2 separate regions of the Capsicum annuum genome follow, and region 2 is linked to region 1. A link is a contact called in public Hi-C data. All regions are on one chromosome and are shown on one strand. Each heading gives the region's core, a stretch centred on a gene start, on an enhancer-like site or on the middle of the called end of the contact. The rest is flanking DNA. Distances are from core to core; before and after follow the strand shown. Region 1 holds the start of LOC124897042 (chlorophyllase-2-like). Region 2 has its middle 34 kb from the start of LOC124897042.

Region 1 (5,422 bases), core at 1,289-3,788:
ATAATATTTAACACTTTTAAATTAATTAAAATTTTAACTTACATATAAAGTAATTTATGCAATTCTATTTAAATAATAATTAAACAAAAATATGATTTTAAATTTAAAGAGTCCTAACATATATGATAAGAGGTATTAGAAGAATTATTAATGAGTATAAGAGGTATTAGAAGAATTATTAATGAGTGCTAAAATATATGGTAAGAGATATAAGATTAATTGATCATTAAGAAGTATTAAAATATATGATAAAATTTATTTAAATAATTCATGTTCAACATTTTTGTTTATAGGTTCAACATGAATGTAGTTAATATTTTATATATAAAAAAAAAATTGACTCATTGAATCCCTTTTAATTAAAGTATACACACATTATTTAGCACTTTTAAATTTAGTTGGTCAAAATCATAGTGTTTAACACTTCTAAATTAATTAAAATTTTATCTTACATAGAAAGTAATGTCTACAATTCTATTTTAGTAATATTTTGAATAAAAATTAGCAAGAAACATGCATCTTCTTCTATTTCTATCTTTCTTGATTGCTTTTTATTAATGACCATGAAGATTCTATATGAATTATACATAATTAATAATTGATTAATATTGGAATTCTCCCGTCTTGATAGTTTTTGTGTTTCTTTTTCAGATGAAAATTGTGAAGAAAAATTGAATGAACCAAGCATATTGTTGCTGAATAAAATAGCCAAAAAAAAAAAATCAAAGGTTTTATCTCTTTTTTCATTTTTTTCTTCTTTGTTTGATTGTAACTTAGTTTGATTTAATTATATTTTGATATATTATTCGTTAGTATTGTAGCTAAATCTTTGATCAAACTTATTTGTTGAATTCAAGATATAAATTTATAGTTATGTGTTAAATTTGGATATGCAGATAACGTCAGATATGCAACTCTATCTTATATTTCGTTGTTGTGCGTGAGTTTGTTAGTTTCATTGTTTTCTAAATTTTTTTAACAATATTAGATGTTTCAAACATTGTGAGGTTCTTTGAATGAAAGTCTAAAAATGAATAAATATTCGATGAGATATTTGAAACGTCAAGCCATATGTTTCACATTTATAATTCTATAAATTGAAGCTAATGTATAGAGATTTACAGTTTTTGAAATGATTTTCTTTGTCTTAATTTATGTGGCATAATTAAAATTTTGAGTTTCAAATTATTTTTTTTTATTGTGAAAAAAGAATTAGTTGAGATACAAGAAAAAATTAAACATTTGATAAAATATTTATTTTTATAATTTAAATAGATATAACATGTATTTTAACATCAATTGCTAACTTTCAATCATGTGTTTTTCTTATAAATATATTTTCATTGATCAAGCAAGATACACGTACAAAACACATACACTATGCTGTAATAATAAAAAAGACAACTCTCATTAGGGATCGATCAATTCCATGTTCACAAGGAAACATAAGCAATTCAAAGTCCCTTCTATGAAATCAAGCCAACCTTCAATTTGTATATGCATATGCATGGACTCCCATCTATAAAACAAATAAGGAAATGAAAGCCAATCGACATCTACATCCTCTTCACTTCGAAATGATGTTGTTGCTCGGATGTGTATTCATTCAACAGGGTAGATGAAAGGCAAAGTTTTCTCTATTGTCGACGCATGTTAATTTTTGCAGAATCAATTGAGTTTTGAGTGTTTTCACTCAAGACGTTTACAAGTCTCACAAACGTCATGAAATTAGGCCAATCGGAGACTTCTTCACCTCACTTGAATGCAAATCAGAACTCCTTCGCAGAGATAAAGACATTTATATACATGCTATTGTAACTCCATGCTTTTAGTTGTCAATTTCACCGATCTCTCTTCCCCTTGACGGATTGAGCTCAACAAAGAACTAATACCACTGTCTAAGAGGTTGAAAGAAGCAGATCCATTGACAATTTGATGAACATATTGAATTTTCATGCTTCATATTTCATAATTATTACCATTAAGCTCATAGTTTTTATTAAGTTCGGCGACAATATTGTTTACAACAATTGACATACTTATTAATCGAGGTGATTAAAAAAATTACAAGCAGCAAAAAATTAAAGACAAATTTAGATAGCAAAAACTTTTCAAAAATAACATGCAATCATACGGACTGCAGAAAAAACATTCTGCATTTTTTATTTTTAAAGTATTGCTCAGTGTGCTGATTATAAAGGAAATTATCCATCTTTGCTTTCACGGATCACATGGCAAAAAGAATTAACAAATGTGTGGACTCAATTTTTGAGAAGAGTAGTGAGCACATTAAATTTGCACATAAGTGATCCAGTCCAATCTCCTTCATTTGCACTCTAAATAATCTGTCTTGGCCTAAACCGGATTTTAAGTAACACTGTTTTTGAGTTAGGCTACCGTTAAAACAAAAAAGCACGTTTTGCTTTTCCCTCAAGGAAAAGAAGAAAGAAGCAAGAAAGTTCCTCTTTTCTGTCTCATTCACCAGAAGGAAACAGAACTGGAAGCTTGTAATTTTTTGTTTTAAAATATATATATATACGACGACGTACTTGGCATCAGGAGAACGGTGATGGAAAAGGTGGTGGTAAAGAAGGCGAAGGTAGGTGACGATGGTATAGCGTTAGATTTTGAAGTAGGAGATGAAGCTGTTGAGATAATCAAAGCTAAGAGCTTTTCCCTGCCATGTCCATTGTTAGTGTTTTCGCCGACTACAGAAGGTTCCTATCCCGTTTTACTATTTTTCCATGGATTCTGTCTCCACCCCAACTGCTACAAGTCCCTCCTCCTACATATTTCTTCCCATCAATATATCGTTGTTGCTCCTCAGGTACTACATATACTTCACATGAGTGGTGGACTTACCATGATTTTTTTTTCTTTTTTTTTTTGATTTCAACAACCAAGAAAATACGTACATACATACATCTCATATTGATTTCATGAGTATATTGACCTCACTTTGGTTCATAGATATGATCTGCATATCAATTTTGAACCCAATGAAAGATCAATATGAAGTTAAAATGAGTAACTGATCAAAGGAATGTCATAAAAATAATATGATAAAGTCTGGTGCACTAAAATTTTCACTATGTAAAAATCTATTCTATGGAGCCTCACATTACATTTCTAAGAGAAGTCATGAAGAAAAACATTTATAGTGTTAATCCTCAGTATAACTTCCACACATCTTGGAAAATGAAGTCGGTCATACCAAATTAAATTACACACCAAAGTTTTCATTGCTATATATCATGTCCCAAGCAATTGGATTATCATTTTCTAAGAATTGCTACGCATCTGTGAGGTTGAAATCTCAATGCCTATATTGGTAGTAATTCCTTTAATATGATACTTGAATCTCAAAAGTTATTTCAACAACAACTAGGCCAGGTCCTGTCTATGTACCGGACAAGTTAGTGTGGATTGGATTGTCCAAATATATGTGAGTGCCGATTGGCTATATGAAGTTTCACTGCCCATATGTCCTATCGATCTATTTGTTGTTGTTTCAACTCAACATTAAAAAAAATCAAGGCCAAACTATAATTAATTTCTCTATATCGATCTTCCACTGCTGGGTTGATATCTAATTTATAATCAATTTGTTTTAAAAAAATGTTGCAGTTTTCTCCTATGACATCCCACAGCGAAGTGAAAAAAGCAAGAAAAATAGCAAAGTGGTTATCAACTAACAATCTCGACTCCATCCTGCCGCAGAAAGTTCTTCCGGACCTCCTCAAAGTTGGCATCTCCGGCCACGGGAGAGGCGGTAAAACAGCATTCGCCTTAGCTTTAGCCTACGGATCAGGCAGCAAGGACGGATCCAGCTCTTCAGGTATGGGTCCCGGGAACCTATTTGCTTTTGCTCTACCTTACATATGCATTAACATTTTAATAAAATTCGATTGTGAATCCAGTTATTTCTTGCATATTCATTTAAAATTACTGTAGAAACTCATAAACTTCAAATTGTAGGTCCGCCTCCAACTAAAGAAAAACAACCCCCTCTCAAATTCTCAGCACTCCTCGGAATTGATCCAGTTGGTGCAAGGTCCTCCGGTTTCTGCTCTCCAAATATACTCAAATTTATTCCTTACAGTTTCAATGTTTCAGTCCCCATAGCCGTAATTGGTACCGGCTTATCAAATCAACGAGCTTATGGTATATGTCCGCCCGGCGCACCAAATGGGGTTAACCATTCTGAATTTTTCAATGAGAGTAAGCCGCCTTGTTACTATTTTTTGGCTAAGGATTATGGCCATGCTGATATTTTGGATGATATAAATAGAATGACAACTTTAATGGGCATTATGATGAAAAGTGGAAAGGGATCAAAGGATACTCTAAGAAGGACTATAGGAGGGTTATTTGTGGCGTTTCTCAAGGCTTATTTGGAAGGTCAAGAAGATGATTTAATTAATATTGTTGAATCCCCTGATATTCGTGCTCCGATTAAACTTGATCCTGTTATATCTATCGAGGAGTAATTACATATGATCGATACTCATGAAACAAATAAGAGATTATTTCCTCTTAATACTTTCCGGGGGAGTGTATTGTAAAATATAATACATGTATTAGTTAATTTGTATTACTAGTATCTTGTTTGGTACTCTTTTTATCTATGTATAACTAATGCAATCATTAGTTATACATTTTATTATGTATTGAAGTGTGTATTAGTAATACACTCTATTTACTATGTATTAGTAATACAAAGACTTTTAACACATGCATTAATTTATTAAATGATCTTAATACCCCTCAATTTCACTCTCAAAATATTTCACCATTTCTTTTCCCACCATTTTAATTTACAATAATGAATCTTTTCAAAACATTTCCCACTATTTTAATTTACAAAAATGAATAATTGATTTAAATAACTATAACATATTTTTGTTTTGCTCTGAGGGTCTTTAAAAAGATTAAAAAACGTTGAAACTATTTCTTAATTTTACGTCTTGTATTTTATTTTTGTTTCGACTATGTTAATCCATCGGTGTAACATTTCTGCACAAAGACGAAGGTTTTACAATTAATCTTAAACCTCTATATACTAGTTCAACAATACTAATTATGTTTGAAATAGAAAAAGAACTTTGTTGCAAAAAAGTATACAAAATCAAAGAAGGGTATTTTTGTAAACAAACATTTCTTTTATAGAAATTATGTAAGATGTATTATTTCTTATACATCATACCAAACAATGTATGAGAAATAATATATACATAACTAATACAAGGATTACTAATGTAAGCATTATCAATACACTATATTTTGCATTGTTCTTATACACTCTACCAAATGACCCCTAAGTGTGTTGATGTTTGCGTTCCTGCAGCTGTATTATTTCGAAGACAATATATGTTAATGTATATACATCTTCAATAAAAAAAATGATTTCTTATCCTTCTTT
Region 2 (6,155 bases), core at 2,643-5,142, 33 kb before region 1:
ATTTAGTTAAAAAAATTATAATACTTAAAACTTCTAAACTAATTAAAATTTATCATATATAAAAAAGAATTTCTACAATATTATTTAAGTAACATACCTATTTTTACTGTTCTACATCTATTTTTTCTTCTTATTTTGATTTTAATTTTGATTTTTTATATGTGTGTGTGTGTATGGCGTGACATTAAACCTAAATTGGTACGCTTACCTTTTTACATTGCATTAATTTTTAGCCTACATATTTTTCTTTTTACAGAATAAACAAAATTGTGTTTATGTTTCTTAGCTATTGTAATGTGTAGAGGCTATTAATTTTATCTATGCTTTATATTTATTAATTTTTAATTGGTGTGTCAGGTTGAGTTGAGGTAAGTTTTCTAAAATTTTAGTATGTTTATGAAATTTATAATAATAAGTTATTATGGTGTATTCTCGAAGACAATCCCTAATTGTTGAGATGTATTTATATCTATGCTTTATAATTATTAATTGATATGTTAGATTCATTTGAGATAAGTTTTCTCAAACTTTAATCTATTTGTGAAGTTTACAATAATAAGTTATTATGGTGTATTTTTCAAGACAATTGATTTTTGTTTATTAAGCTTTCTACATAAGTTATTATTGATTGATTCTTCAATTTTCTTATTAGGTGGAAGGAAAATTCATGTGAAACATGTGATTGAGATTTCACACCAAAAGTGAATGCATTTGGAGAAATTTTTTTCGTAATTTTTTTTTCATTCATATTCGTCCTATTTATGTTATTAAGGTTTTTAATAATTGAAGGTTTGACAAATAATATATATAAATTAATACTTTTTTTGCCATAATCATATTCATATAAAATTTAAAAAAAAATGTTGTACTTTTAGTTTCAATTCTCACAAATATTTGTCATATTTATCGAATGATAGAGTCCACTATAATTAAATATGGTCATAAAATTGAAATGATAAGCTTTAAAGTTCAAAAGTATAGAATTTTTTTTCTTAGTTTAAAGTTAACTATCAACTGACACTAATTGCAATTTTAAAATATTTTTATTTTTTATTTATATTTTATTAATTAACACAAAATACATGTACAAAGTATGTACACTAATCTAGTTATACAAAACGAAGAGAGGAATTATCCATTTAATGACATCACAAAGATACATATACCATTTGATCTTAACGTTCATGATCTTGATTTTGTTTAAACGCAAGAACCATGCATCAAAGTTTCGATTAAACAAATGTCACAGTGATTAGAGTCAGAGTCAATTTTTTTATTCTATAGATTTTGAATCATAAATAATTTTATTTACTAGATTTCGAATAAATTATATATTTTAATAAAAATATAAAACTCAAATCTAATCTATTGAATTCAGGTGAATTCATAACAATAAAGCTGCCTGCTTCACTCAATTTTCTCCCCTAAAATTTCTCAAAAATTGATCCTACAAATATCTTTTCTATCTTTCTAGCCACTAACAATATTGAATTTGCACTTTCTTTAAGAAGAAACCTTAATACACGTTTTGGTTACAATAATAACAGATTTAGTGTATTCTCACAAAGTGAGGTTTGGAGGTTAAGATGTACGCAGTCCATACTGCTACCTCCGAAGAAGTATAGAAGTTATTTCCGATAGATATTTAAAATCTTCTTATTTAGAAGAGTTCCTTTTTTTTTTCTTTTTACTCAAGAAAGTGCTTTTGAATACGAGATGTACTGGCACCTTTGTCCTAGATTTAATCCAGACATAAGGGAAATGACTGAAACATAAGGATCTATTATGTATTATTGATTTATTTCTAGCATTGTTTTCAGTTAAGTGTTCTATTTTTTAACGTAGATCTGTCTTGAATATTGTGTTTCACTTTCACCAAAGTTAAAACTTTTTTCAATCAAAATGATGAGAGCTTCCTAATATTTTCATATAGGTTTTCCGCAATCTAAGAAGCATTTCAATCCCTGAACTATTACCAAAGTTAATTCTACGTAGCAAAAATATAATCTTAGAGGCATAAAAAAGGACGGTGTGGTGCATTAAAGCTCCAACTATATCTGGAGTTTGGGAAAAGGTCGTACCATAATTGTCTATTGTATGCAGTCTTACCTTTCATTTCTGCCCGATGCTATTTTCACGACTTGAATACGTAATCTCCTGATCGCATGACAACAACTTTACTAGTTACGCCATTCCTCCGCTTCTAATCTTAGAGGCATAGACTACAATTAAACATGTAAATAGAAGAAGCATCAATACAGAATACAAAGGGCAAAAGTTAGGTCTTATTCCACATTAAATTTTTTGTCCAAAGACCAATTATTATTTGCATATGTTTCTTCTCATAAACTTTTCTGTTGTTACATCATTATTGTATTTTTATCATTATTAATGGATATTAAGGGAAATTGATGTGATGTCCACTCAATTTTTTGGCTTAGTGTGATATTGATCCAATATTTTTGATCCACCTCTAAAAATTTTATACCTTTTCTCTTTTCAAAAGAAAAATCGAGAAAAAATGTGTCAGAATTTCTCATATGGATTCTCAACGTGTGATTAGTCTCCTCATATGATTTTATCTAATTTTTACTAGTATTAGTTTTGGGGGTTTAATTTGATATAATAATTATTTAAAATTCTTAAATATAGACTAATCACTTTTTACACCTTATATTTGAAAAGTAGCCATTACCGTGGGTTCTCATATTTTAAAGGTGAAATTCTAAATAGCCACACGAAAATACTGCTATATTTCATATTATGATATCAAAATCAGATCTGAGTTTTCAGTGTTAGCTTCGATGTTATATTGTTCATACTTCAATTAGTAGGTCTAAGCGTGTAAGGACTACCGAAATTTTTCACATGGATTTTCAATGGTGATTTGGTATTTTTAATATAATGTTTAGTAATTCTCAAATTATAAGTTAAATTTTAAAATTAAATTAGGTTCAATATATCACCTGATAACTAAAATCATAGGTACAATATCGAAAGATAGGCCAAACAATATCGACCATGCAATCATAGTTTTGTATTGTACACAAAATTATTTTTACAGTTTAAATCGGTGAACTACCGTGATATACAACTCTTATGGCTGAGCCAAGACTTCATCTAACAACTTCTATATTATTTTTCACCTATAATTACTGTATTCGGTAGTTGTGATATGACAAATCATGAAATTTGTGTCATAAGTGTGGCATCAAGGAAATTTTTCAATAATTCAATAGTTGATCCTAAGATGAATCTATGTTTTAGTTTGTAATAACATGGTACTTTAAATAGATTGGTCTTTAATTTTTGCTCTTTAGCAATCAAAATTATGTCTAGTAAAACATAAGTTTTTCTTAGAATATAATGTTATATCCAAACATAGCTTGTGAAATTTTATGATACAAAAATATAAAATTACTTTCCGCAAAAAAATAAAAAAATTAGAAGAGGCAAAGTTCGAAGGCAACACAAGATAGGAGCAAAGTATAAAATGACCCTACTATTAGCTGTGTAGCTTAACTTAGCTTACTAAGATCAAATATGGATCAAATTTCTCTTACCCATATTTGAAATATTGAAATGGTTCTAGGCCCATTTATATATTCCAATTGTCTGGTTTATGCATGTCATGAAGTTAAGCATGAAAAAATCAAACTTCAGATAGAGTCTCTGAAATTAAATACAACTAAAGTAATTACAGTTCGATGTCTGTGTGATCTAATTTATAAATTAGCCAACAAATGTAATATATTTAAATATAAATACAAATATAAATATACTTACATATACATAATCATTGAATATATTTTATATATTCGGGCTAGCACCTCTAATTAATTTTGGCCGACGGGCCAAAAATGAAAGCAGCCCTTCACTAAATCACTCGTTTTTGCACAGTGGAAGCTTACATTCCCAAAAATGACCAATTTTTAAAATATAGCAAGTATAGAGCCACTCCCAATTTATGGTTCAGAGTAATCAGCATGAATAACAAGACTGTTGGATTCATTTGTGTAAGTCCAAATTATGATTTGGATGAATGCAGAGCATATCTTGCATGCCTTGACTTACAAATATTGGGGCAAAGGGATTGTGACAACAAGAGTGAAAATGGTGGCTTCTAAGATTTTCTTGGAGTGGTCATATTTGCAAAACCTTGAAGCTATGGTTGATATGGAAAATAAAGGGTAGCAAAGGGTGTTGGAAAAAGTTGGATTCTTGAAAGGAGTTTTAAGAAAGTATATGATAGAGGGGAATAAAAGATATTGTGATGTTTAGTCGGGGTGTCAAATGAGCGGGTTGAATTGAATCTGGCCGAGTCAATTATCTCAAAGTTTATTTAGGTTGAAATGAGTTAGGCTAAAAATCAGGTTTAGTTTATTAGCCATGTATTCTAGAAAAGACAACTTATTGAGTTTCCAAGAAATTATTTATACATATTAAGCAGTCTTTTAGCATATGCACTGATTATGAGCTAAAGCTATTGAGTTTTGCTCAACTCGTAAGCAGAGTTGCAGCTCTACCCCTGAGCCAAAGCATGTCGTTTTCTCTAAAAAGAAAAAAGAAGAAATTTATATTTTCCCTCATGGATTCATCAGTAGAACAGTAGAAGTGACAATATTCTGAGTGGCAAGGAGCCTCAAATGACGGTACAAATGACGATAACACACTCAGTATAATTCCACGGATAAAGTTTCGAAAAATAATGATACAAATGATTATAATAATTTTAAAGATTATGATAAGCAGCCATTTTTCAGCTATAATTTTTAATTTTTCACAGAATTTGATCAGTTGATAAGTAGCTATAAATGAACATATCTCTAATTTAACCTTTATTAAAACCATACTTCCTTAAAAGTCCTCCTTTCTTGAAACCAACTTTCTCTAGCACCCTTTGGATCCTCTATTTTCAGGTTCCACCAATGCTTCTAGCCTCACCAAATTGGAAAAATCTTCGAACACAATTGTATAGTCATCTTTAGGGTCGTTTGGTAGAGTGTACTAAAAATATAATACATGCATTATTCTTTGTGTATTAATAATACCATGTTTGGTATTATTTTTTAGACTATACATAACTAATACTTGCATTAGTTATACACATTATTGTGTATTAAGGTGTTTGTTATTAATACTCATTATTTCCTATGTATTAGTAATACCAAATATTTCAACACATGTATTAATTAGTAAATGACAAATTTACCCTTCAAAGCTCTGCTAAAACATTTCTCCTCGGTTCTTTGCTGCAGCTTTCAACAATGAAAAAGAAAAATTCAATGACTAAATTTCCCCTCAAATCTCTACTAGAATATTCATTTTCCTTGTATTTTGCCTTTGTTCTTGTACTTTGTCTTCTCTTCTTTCTCTACACTGTCATGAAAAAATATGAAAAATTTTCACCACATCTTCTTCTTCTTTTCATATAATTAGACATTGTTTGCTCTTCTACACTAGAATTAAATGTTCTGTTATTGGGAGCTTGAATATGAAATTGAATTCTTTGTTTTTGAAGATTGTTTTTGATTTTTTTGTTGCTTAATTTTTCATGCTAATCTGTAAAATCATGACTGTTTTTGGTGATTTTCTAAAGTTGTGCATAAAAATTGTTTAATTCCCTCATGTTCCAACTATCTTCTGTATAAGGAATTGCAAAATCAAAGTTTGTCATACAAACTTTTTCTATGAAAAAGGAATGGATATAAACTGTTTGAGGAATTGATGGACAATGAAGTCTAATTCGTTGGTTTGAGAAAGAAAGTGGAGAGGATATTTTAGTCATACAAAATATTTTTTATAAAAATTATACAACATATATTATTTTTAATACATCAAACCAAACACTGCATAACAAAAATACAAACATAACTAACGCAGGTATAACTAACACAAACATTACTAATACACCATATTTTACATTATTATTATACACTTTACCAAACCACCCCTTAGTGCCATAGTAACAATACCATGTATGGCATAGCTAATGTGAGCTCTATGATTTTCATTTCCTGATTCTGGTCTAACTGATATTTATCCTATTGAACAATTATTAATTAAAGTAACTTTAGGAGACTTTGAGTTATGTAAGGTTAGGTTCTTGTCACTCCTCAACACCTCTTCAATTATTAATTAAAATTAATATTGTA

Evidence for each region. Hi-C and Micro-C count contacts between places; a contact is called where the count stands out from the background.
Region 2: a contact with region 1 is called in a Hi-C map of bud, with 1.6 times the contacts expected there. The contact joins the enhancer-like site here to the promoter of LOC124897042 in region 1. A contact is called at or near these places in 2 of 5 Hi-C or Micro-C datasets (bud and leaf).

Annotation. Positions count from the first base shown.
Region 1 is chr3:22,556,297-22,561,718 of UCD10Xv1.1, reverse strand. It overlaps LOC124897042 (chlorophyllase-2-like), which reads left to right and starts at 2,538. Exons shown (of 3, transcript XM_047409189.1): 1 at 2,538-2,827; 2 at 3,628-3,838; 3 at 3,979-4,747. The coding sequence starts at 2,570. The coding sequence ends at 4,490.
Region 2 is chr3:22,590,373-22,596,527 of UCD10Xv1.1, reverse strand. No RefSeq gene overlaps it. Among protein-coding and RNA genes, the nearest start is that of LOC124897042, 34 kb to the right of the region's middle. Within about 2 kb of position 3,892, at least 4 of the 5 cell types and tissues checked have an H3K27ac peak or open chromatin away from gene starts, as enhancers often do. A contact at or near this core is called in bud and leaf, where this site is marked.